Regions from separate parts of the Macaca mulatta genome. Here region 1 is linked to region 2. Evidence: chromatin contacts called from public Hi-C data. All regions are on one chromosome and are shown on one strand. Each heading gives the region's core, a stretch centred on a gene start, on an enhancer-like site or on the middle of the called end of the contact. The rest is flanking DNA. Distances are from core to core; before and after follow the strand shown. Region 1 holds the start of EWSR1 (EWS RNA binding protein 1). Region 2 holds the start of GAS2L1 (growth arrest specific 2 like 1).

The links. Hi-C and Micro-C count contacts between places; a contact is called where the count stands out from the background.
Region 1: a contact with region 2 is called in a Hi-C map of cortical neurons, with 2.8 times the contacts expected there. The contact joins the promoter of EWSR1 here to the promoter of GAS2L1 in region 2. A contact is called at or near these places in 4 of 14 Hi-C or Micro-C datasets (cortical neurons, fetal cortex germinal zone, fetal cortical plate and 1 more).

The regions. Positions count from the first base shown.
Region 1 is chr10:22,285,726-22,290,845 of T2T-MMU8v2.0, forward strand. It overlaps EWSR1 (EWS RNA binding protein 1), which reads right to left and starts at 3,443. Exons shown (of 18, transcript NM_001266241.2): 1 at 3,369-3,443. The coding sequence starts at 3,381. It overlaps RHBDD3 (rhomboid domain containing 3), which reads left to right and starts at 3,740. Exons shown (of 7, transcript NM_001194302.1): 1 at 3,740-3,970; 2 at 4,140-4,292. It overlaps LOC144331850 (a long non-coding RNA gene), which reads left to right and starts at 342. Exons shown (of 2, transcript XR_013399412.1): 1 at 342-1,302; 2 at 1,382-3,408.
Region 2 is chr10:22,248,958-22,254,116 of T2T-MMU8v2.0, forward strand. It overlaps GAS2L1 (growth arrest specific 2 like 1), which reads right to left and starts at 1,268. Exons shown (of 6, transcript XM_077950210.1): 1 at 1,170-1,268; 2 at 1-240. The coding sequence starts at 221.

The DNA of each region.
Region 1 (5,120 bases), core at 2,193-4,692, 39 kb after region 2:
TAGAACCTACCTCTTCTCAAAAATTAGTTTTCACTCCCCTCCCTTTAGCAAGTTAGACAAACCACCATTCCCTAGCTCAATGACAGTGAAACAGAATGGCAGAAAAGAGGGCAGTCACCACACTCCAGTGTTTTAAAGGGTTTGCTGTGTCAGAACTACATTTGTGCAGCAACTTAAAAGCTAGATATATTATAAATCCTGGTGAAGCAAAACTAAGGCAGAATCCTGAAGACAGGCAAAGAAGAAAAAGCATTTAACCTTTCTGGGAAAAATTTGGCAACACCATTGTCTCTCATACAACTCAAAATGATTTCGACTTTAAAAAGTAAACCTCCCTATAATTTTCCTTTTCCTATGAAATTCACAGCATGCATCCAAAGGTACCAAAAACTCTGGTCCACTGAGGTGTCTACAAGTAGTAAAAACAAAAAGAAAATAGTTTTTAGAGCACTACTGCATTGAAGTTAGGTAAGTTTAGTTTTTTTAAAGGCAGTTAATTATTTTTGAAAATTCTGCCCAATTCTTTCTTCTCCACAAGAATACATATCTTGTTCTGTCTGAAGACAGTTACTGCCATTAGGACGGAAAAAAAGGGGTCCTTTATTTTCCAATCAGAAAGTAGTCCCTTATCCAAAATCAACAATTGACAGCTCTTTATTGCATCCACTTCACGCAATCCAAAGCCAGCCTCACAATCCCTCGGGCGGCCTGAGAGAGCTTTGCTGAATCCATCTCTTCACGTTGGCTTATCTGTCTACCCCTCTATACGTTAGTGGACTACTTTCTTTCCTTTGTACACACTCGTAACTCAAAACCCTGAATCACCAAGAGGATCAAATCAACTGCCCAAAGGCTACCTATAATGAAAAAATAATTTGTTCATGGCAATCTTAAAGGCATTTTCAATAGCACTACAAGTCATACTCTCTGTGACATTAAAACTAAATGCAAATCATTTCTTCCACGTGGCATATACAAAATATACACAGCAATGAATCATTCAATATCAAATATTTTAATCCACGTTTTGTTAAGGTCTTTGAGAAATGATTCTAAATCACCGACATGTAAGTACAGTTTGCAAGACGACTTTTACACAATAGCAGTTATGTAAAACATAAAACTGGCAAAGCTGATATGGAACAACTAATGACCTCTTAACAGTGAGAAACCAAAGGATTCGGCCCTATACTAACTGGTGGGCTATGGAAGGTAGCAAATTTGTTTCATGAACTTACGTTTATCTTCCTAGAGCACACAAACATCACTGGACCTCAAACAAGCTATTAGGTTGGTGCAAAAGTAATTGCGGTTTTTGTCATTAAAATGGCAAAACTACAATTACTTTTGCACCAACCTAATACAATTACAAACTGGTCAGATTATTCAACAACCGTGTTTGTTTTTAACCCCCAAAAGTGAGCCAAAGACTTCACTAAAAATCACTTCACTGTGATTGAGGGGTGGGGGTTCTAGACTGCAGCGAGTCTTTTCTACATGAGATACACACGAGGAGAGAAAACCTCTATTATTATTAACCCAAGGCAATGCTTTAACACTTTACAGCAGTCACTATGGAAGTTGCTTCACACTACCTGAGTTGAAGTCAGCATGGGACAAATTTGTGGAATGGTTATGCAGGAAGGTCAGAAAGGCTCAAAAGCTTAACAGGTCTAGCCTAACTTCTGTATTTTACAGGAAAGGAAACTAAGGCCCAGATTACTTATGTGACTCTCTGAAGGCCCCCCAGCCAGGCCTAATGTGTTTACTTTGTGTCAACAGAAACCACAACTGTAATTCTAATACAGTACAAGCACATGGTAGTTACTAGTGAACAAGGTTTGAACAAAGTTGACTGAAAAAAAGACATGTCCGGCCATGCAAAAATGTCAACGCACACGTTATGCCTTTTCAGGCTTTTGCAGAGGAGAAGAGGGTGGATAGGGCACCTAGGAAACCACTTTCCACCAGGAGGTTTAGCTGTGGTATTTCAGAGTCCTCTCTTCTACAGGCCTTCTTTGGTATCCCAGCAAGAACACCCAACACTTACCTGTTTACTGACCACACAGATGGGGTGAATTCTTAAACTGTCCTTAAGTTGCTGGATTCTGGACTCTAAAAACTCTGGAGGGTCCAGAGCTTTTCCCGTCTTCCCTCTCATCTTCTCCCACTGTCTCTAAGGCCTGGAATCAGGTGGCCTGAGAATACCCCCAGAGGCAAAAATGCTCCAGCCTGCCAATTTCCGCGGGTTAGTGTACCCACAGCTTGCGAACTGCAGGTGGTGGCTAGGCGACACTCTTAAATGCTCCTTCCATCAATGACCACTCTACTCCCATTTAGGAGTTCCCATCCGGGGCTTGCTTTCAAGTGCCTTTAAGATCGCCTCTACTGGCCTCTTTTCCCTCACCTCTGTCGACCTACGAAATCAACAGGCCTGCCGGCCTAACGCAGGCGAATAAACGTGCGAGACCACTGCTGAAATATAATTCAAATGCAGGCTCGGCCTTTTGTTCCTCCTAGGTCAGAGAGGCCAGAAATACCTTCCTGGTAGCATTCTCGTCTCTCGATCCAGGCTGGTCTTATTATACAACGGATGTCCCTCGGCGTTTGCAGAAAAAGGGCCCTGGGAAGCCACTTAATTGGTTTTGGGGGAGGGGAGGGCGTGAATTAATAAATAACGATAAAAATAGAGAAACCCAAAAAAGTGGCAAACTGGGGGCCCTGGAGGAGGGAAGCACATTCTGTCTAAAGCCCAGGAGGGCAGAAGTTCGGCTTGGGGCTGGAAGACGCCGAGGGGGCAGTTCGGCAGCGCCAGACGCCCCAGCCGACTGGGCCTTAAAGATGACGGGGCTCCCGCTCATAGGCCGGCACCCCTCGGCCCACAAATCCACGGTATCTTTCTTTGCTTTTTTCCCTGGTTTCTCGGGAAACCCTGAAAACGCGGAGGGAGGCCTCACAGGGATAGCAGCCTGCGGCCTCCCCGGCGGTTTCACAGTGACCGGCTCGAGGCCTGGCCAAATCCTCCGCTTCACGCAGGGCCTCGAAGGCCGCAGGCCCCGCCCACGTGGCGGGAGGCCCGGAGCGCAGGGCGCGAGGACCGCCACACAATGGAGGCCAAAGCGGGCCCCGCGCGCCACCGCCGCAGCGAGCCCCCTGCGCGCCGCGGGCGCCGGAAGATTCCAGAACCGGCCCGCCCGGTGGGGGGAGGGGAGAGGAACGCGGATCCCCGAGCTCGTCGGGTCGCGGCGGGTGCCTCAAACCCCTCTCGGCAACTCCACTCAGTCTTCCCAGCCAAGCCCAGAGACGAACGACCCCCAGTTTGGGCGTTCCGGCTACCGCCAGCGCGACCGCAGTTCCACCATACTCACCCGTGGACGCCATTTTCTCTCCTTCCTCCTCGTTCTCTCAACGTCCGTCTCCCTCTCGCTTTCCCTCTAGGCGCCGCAATGCGCAGGCGCAAATCCCGCAACCCCGGGCGCGACCATCAGGCCAGGCCACGGGGGTGGGGTCAGGAGGGATGAACCACCGCTTTCTCGTTCTTCGCGTGCGCAACCCTTGTCCCAATCCTCTCTAAAGAGCGCCCGACGTGACACTCGGGCCAAAATAGCACCTAAGGGGCCAGAGCGCCGGTGAGCGGGTCTCAGTGTGAAACCGGAGAGGCTCTCTTCACGAGGCTAGGTTGTTTGGAATGGTTCCGTCCGCTGGCTCTAGGGACCGTCGCTGAAGAGTCTGCCCTGCAGGCAGACGGAGATCGGCGGGAGGGCTGGGGGAAGGGACCCGGACTAGAACAACTGCTGACTAATCCGCGGGCCGCGGGGAATGGGTGGCGCGCCAGCCGGTCGGCCGGGGTCACGCGGCCGGGTGTGCGCGGAATGGATTCAGGGTTCCCCGATCTCGCCCGGGAGCTAGAGTCCCGACTCCCAGCCCGGGTCCCCGACCGGCGTTTCGGGGTTGCTGGGCGCGCTCTGCAGTGAGTACCCGGGACGCGTGGCCCGGGCCAGCGGGGAAGGGCCCCGAGGCCGGTCGGCTAGGTGGGAGGCCTCGAACGCCGTTTCTGGCCCCGAGACCCCGTCTCCGGTAACGGTCGAGGTGGAGCACGCCCTTTAATCATCCCTCATCCAATACCCTTGTTTCTACAGAAGGGGAAACTGAGGTCCAAGGAAATTGAGTATCTTTGCAAAGTCCCCAGCTGAGTTCGAACCAGACAGATCCTGGGACCCCCTACTCTATCCGCCACCCGGAAGAATCTTCGTCCTTGTCTTTCCATTCTGCCCTCCCGGCTTCCCAGTAAGGTAGGCAGGGCCTGGTGGTGCACTGCCCGTTTCATAGATTGAAGAAAGTGAGGTCGAGGGGGCTCAAGTCCCAGTTCCGAGTGTCCACGGGCAAGCCTTTCACCCTTGCTAAGGCGCCCAGAGCTGGGGAATGGTTGTGAGGTGAGGATACAGGAGGAGGTTTACGGTGGGTGTCTTGGCCCCAAACCCTGCCTCCAGGCAAGGCTGGCCCTGCCCACCTCTCTGGACCTCTAACCCCAGCCCCCTAGCTGGATACCCGGGTCTACGAAGGGCAGGGTTCACCTTCAAATCCCTCAGCAGGACCAGGAGTCAAGCTAGTGTCCTTTTTTCAGTGAACATATATAAAGCACTGGTTGTGTGCTGCGAATACCCTGGGAAAGGTGGGGTTTGATCAGAGGAGCCATGAGCTCAGACCACCTGCCTAGGGAGACAGACTGGTCAAGCTGTGCTCCTAAGGATAAGATCCCTGATGTTGGGGGGCCAGAGGAGGGGAAGGGATATTTGAGCTGGGCTTCCAAGAGTAAAATAGGAGTTTGCCTGCTGGCGAAATGGAGGGAAGGACAATGCAGGCTGAGGAGCTTTCCACATTTTTCCTGCAGGAAACTGGTAGCTGTGGAGAACGCGCTTGGCAGGGGAGCAAATTAGGCAGCCTTCTTGTCTCTCTGGGATCCTGCTTCCTGCCCTGAATCAGCTCAGTGGGAGTCCTGGGACAGAGAGGCTTGACCAGGGACCTACAGGCCCTGGAGGACAGGCTGGATGCAAGAGGAGAGCACAGGGAAGAAGGCCTTGCTTTGGTGAGCAGGGAAAGGCCATGTTTGAGGGCCAAAG
Region 2 (5,159 bases), core at 18-2,517:
CGGGCAGCCTCGGTCACGGCGTTGGCATGTTGGCACAGGGTCGTGCCCGTGGCCAGCCCCGTCAGGAAGCCATCACCACCACCCGGGAGACCCAGGCCGTACAAGGCATTGAGCCACTCGGCCAGGTCCTCCTTCATGGCCTCCACGTAGGCCTCACTGGAGCGAAATGGCCGCACGCTCTTGGCCGCCGAGCCCGCGATGCCCGCCACCGGGTCCGCCATGCCCGGACCGGCCGAGTCACTGTAGGCAGGAACACAGGTCAGGATCGCTGTGGGGACCCAGTAAGGGCTCAGTACAAACTAAGCTGCTGGCCACCTGCACCAGTCTGTCACTCAGGGCAAATGCCTGGTTTACATGTTGGCTCTGGGAAATGTCGGTGCTCCAAGTTTCCTCATCTGCGAAATGGGTACAGTAACATTCCCTGCCTCATGGGACTCTATGGGATAATTTTTATAAACTTAAGGTCCATTAAGTGTTTGCTGTGTGACTTTTTGGGGTGCAAACTGGGGCTTGGCTGGGGCCTCCCTCTCAGGCAGGGAGGTGCCCATTGTGAAGGGCTGGGACCTAGAGAAGTGAAGGCAATGGCTAGGGCCCCCAGAGGACACGAAGGGAACCCAGGTCCTGACCTCAGAGTGGGTTATGTGCATGGCTCAGGGCTGGTGCCCACCCCACGTCCTGCGGGAAGGTCCCCGCACCTTCCTTGGCCCCCCTTCCATAAGGGCTGTGCCATCATTAACAACGACATAGCAGCAGCAATAGTGTAACAGCACGACCGCACTAGGGCTGAGCGGGCGGAGGTATTATCTCCATTTTACAGATGAGGAAACTGAGGCGCAGAAAGGGCCGAGCTCGTGAAGGTCGCAGAGCTGTGGGTGGAGGAGCCCGGGCGTCCAGGCGGCACAGCGTGGCCGGTCTCGGCGATCCAGGGCCACGGCCAGGCCCCGCCTCCTCCAAGAAGCCTCCCTAGCGCCCCAGGCCGGTGCCAGCTGGGCCAGGACTCAGAGCGGCCTCCGCAGGCCCCGCCGGTGCTCGGGCCTGGGCCCAGAGAGGGCGCGGGGCCGCCCAAGGTCACACAGCCCCGGGGAACAGAGGCCGCGGACGTCGCTTCCCGGCCCTCCGCCCCCGTCCATGCGCACCAGGCAGGGAGTGCTGGGGGTCCCCGCGCTCACCTGGCTCATCCCGCGGCTCCGGGGAGCATCGCCCCGGCGGGGGCCGGAGCCGGGCCGGGCCCGCCGCAGGGAGGCGCCGCCCGAGCCGCAGCTCGATCTGTCCCGCGCCGCGGCCTCCTCCTCGCCGCCGTCTCCGCCCCGCCTCCCTGGAATTCGGATCCGGCCCGGAGGGGGCGGGCGGGGCTGCGCGCTCTTAAAGGGGCCGCCCCTTTCCCGAGTCGGCGGGGCAGACAGGGGAAGAGCTGGGGTCTCCCCACGCGATCGGGCCAGGAATCCCGGGTCTTCAAGCGCTCTCGACGCAGAGGGCCCCAGGGTCCCCAGACAACTGCGACCGGCCCAGGCGCCCCAGCCCCACCCAGCCTAGTACCCGGGGCCCCGTCCAACCTCTTTGATCCCCTGGGGAGGAGGTTGGGACCTTTTAATCCTCCACCTCCCCGGACGGTGGGCTCCCCGGGCTGGCGCACAGCACGGCCTGTTCCCAAGATGAAGTCAGGAAGCGATAGCGGCTGGGCGCTGCGAAGTCACCTCCTCCCGGGTGGATCTCCCCTGGCCAGATAACCGGCACCGCCGCGGGGAGGGGAGGATGGCCCTGGTGACTGAGGGCTCCTTGTGCTCACGGAATGCTCGGTTTTGACCTTGAGATGAGGGGAACCGGTTTTACAGATGAGGATACTGAGGCTTAGAGAAGTAGGCAGATGGCCAAGGCCAGAGTTCCGCACAGAACAGGGAACGGGGGCATCGGAGGCCGGCCGGACACGGGAGGGTTAAGCCCCACTAGGCTCTTTTTAAACTGCAGAGGACAGACCGCCGGGATCAGCGGGAAATCCTGCCCCCTGCTGCTGCCGGCTGGGTTGGGCGGGACGCCGGGCGGGTCTGGGCGGCAGCCATGCTACACGGGTGGGGCCGGCCTGCAGGGAAGCGCCGCCGACCACAGCCAGGCTCAGAGCTTCAATAAATCTCCTACTGTGTGCTACCAACACTGCTCTGCGCCCTTGACCTGGACTGGCGTGTCACCTCTGTGAGGGACGCTCATGCCCAACCGGGGCACCGTCAGGAGAGCAGCTGGTGGAGCCGGGATTTGAACATGATTATGATGACGCCCTGGTCCACAGATCAGCAGCATTGGTTGAGCACCTGTTGTTAGCCAGGCCTCTTGGTGCCAGGCACTCACAGACATCATCCCAGAGTCCTTGTGATTTTTTCTTTTCTTTTTTTTTGAGACAGTGTCTCACTCTGTCCCTTGCTCAGGCTGGAGTGCAGTGGCTAGATCTTGGCTCACTGCAACCTCCACCTCCCAGGTTCAAGCGATTCTTCTGTCTCAGCCTCCCGAGTAGCTGGGATTACAGGCGTGAGCCACCACATCCGGCTTTTTGTATTTGTAGTAGAGATGGGGTTTTACCATGTTGGCCAGATTGGTCTCGAACTCCTGACCTCAGGCGATCCGCCCGCCTCCCAAAGTGCTGGGATTATAGGCATGAGCCTGTGTGACTTTTTCAAAGTTGTTTTCTCACCTCAGTGCCTGGCATGGCACTTCCTCCAGTGAGGAAGGCAGAAATTAACAATCCTCAAGGCTGACACCTGCATGGCACCTACTGTGTGCTGGGTCTCTTTGGGCACTGGAAATCAACAGCAAAACAGCAGGGAACCAAGCAGTGCCAGCTCTCAGGGCCTGCTGTCCCAGTGGCAGGGAGGCAGCTTCAGGGCAGAGACAGGGATGAGGTGCAGGGGAGACGGGGAGGGAGCTGGGTGAGGGTGTGTGTGTGAGGGGGGCTGCAACTTAAAATCCCTCATCAGGAAGGGAGATGAGGGAGGAAGCCCGGGGATATCTGGAGGGGAAGAGGGAATGGTCAGTGCAAAGGCCCCAAAGTGTGCATGTGTCCAGCATGCTCAAGAAGACTGGGGAGGTGGCTAAGGCTGGAATACAGGGAGGTGGGTGAGGGAAGAGGTAGAGAGATTAGAGAGACCCCAGGGCTGGTTAAGCAGGGCCTTGCGGGCTGTGCCTCTTTTGAAGGACATGGGAGCCATGGAATGATTTAGAGCAGGGGTGGTTGGCTTAGGTCTTTTTTTTTTTTTTTTTTTCTGAGACTGAGTCTGGCTCTGTCGCCCAGGCTGGAGTGCAGTGGCCGGATCTCAGCTCACTGCAAGCTCCGCCTCCCGGGTTTACGCCATTCTCCTGCCTCAGCCTCCGCAGTAGCTGGGACCACAGGCGCCCGCCACCTCGCCCGGCTAGTTTTTTGTATTTTTTAGTAGAGACGGGGTTTCATCGTGTTAGCCAGGATGGTCTCGATCTCCTGACCTCGTGATCCGCCCGTCTCGGCCTCCCAAAGTGCTGGGATTACAGGCTTGAGCCACCGCGCCCGGCGGCTTAGGTCTTAACATTCCCTGGGGCTGCTGTGGTTGGCCAAGGCAGGAGCTGGAGCCTCAGAGGAAACCAGGTGGTGAGAGGGTGTTGGATTCTGGCTGTATCGTGAGGGGAGAGCTGATGTGCTGGTGGATTGGTTGTGTGAGAACGGGGTCCAGGACGACTCCCAGGGCTGAGCACTGGGAGGGCGGGGGTGCTAACACCTGGGGAGGGGAGGGCTGCTGGAGGTGGAGGAAGGTTGTAGGTTTGGGGTGGGGGTGAATCAGGGTGTGGACACTTAACAGTTTCATCTTCAAAATACCCCGATGAGCTATGATACTCTTAGGTGTTCTCATTTTACAATTTGGGGAAATTGAGGCCCAGAGAAGGCAAGGGATGTGTGTAACCAGCAGCTGTGCAGGCATTTGACTCCTGCTTATACCTACCTTGCTCCATTTTGGGGCTGTGGACACGGGTGAAGTTGGACTGAACCCAGGCTCTGTCATTGGTCATTAGGTGGGATAGTGAAGCTCCCTGAGCCTCAGTGGCACCATCTGTAGAATGGGACAGTAGTAGTAGTCACATCATGGGGTTGTGAAAGATAATACCACTACTCAACTCAGTGTGGCCCGGCTCAGCATGTCCACTTCTCTGGGGAGGAGGGATTATAAAGAGATTCCTTCCTCCCTCTGTGGCCGGTGATAAGAGGCCTGTTCTAGACCACAGCCTCCACCTGATTGTAGGACATGTAGTTGCTATGGTGCAGACCTCACTGCAGGGTCAGACCCCTGGCCCAGGGCATGGTGGACCCTAGCTTTGACTCCCTCTGTCGTATGGTGGCCCAGGGCCCATGGGGCCACGTCTGGGAAAACCTCAGCCTCTGCATGGTCTCCCTTGTTCCTTGCAGGACCAAGAGAAACCACAGAAACTGCTGGAGGCACAGGAGGTTTGGGCTATAGGGACCCTAAGCCCATCTGTACAGATCCTTGAGGCCACCCCCCTCTGTGCACAGAATGCTGTGGCTCCCATATGGGCTCCTTCTGGCCTTTGGCCAGAGGGTACATAGCCAGTTTCTCGCACCCACTGCTGGGTGCCAGCCAGCAGCCTGCTTGGCCTTGGTTGCCGCTAGAGGTCAGACGATGGCTGTGGAGCTTTCAAGCAAAACTCGCATTGTGGGCTACAGCCCTGCTACCAGGCAGCTCCAGGAACCTCTGGCACTGGTTGGATTAGAACTCCTAAGTTCTCCAGCCTGGACTGAGGCTCTGAGCACAGCCCAGGATGAGGGAGGGACTTACAGGAGGCTTCCGGCTGCTGTGTCCAGGTGTGGGCTCAGCTCCAATGACTGCAGCTGGTCAGCTCCTGCTCTGGCTGTGGGACAGGTGACCCCGAGCTGCCTCCAGTGCCCTCCACAAGAAAGACGCAAAATTGGAAAACCCAAGTGGGCTCTTTCCAACCTGCCTGCATCACAATGTCCTCACTGCCGGCCGTACGCCCAGCAGATCTGTCAGGAGTGGGGCAGGAGGGGACAGCATGAGGACCAGCTGTCGTCCCTGTCACAGACTGCACTGTTGGCCCCACAGCTGCTGCTGCAGCCCTGTGCTCTTTCCCGTCGAGCAGGGGAGCCACTCCCTGCGGGCATAGATCAGTCT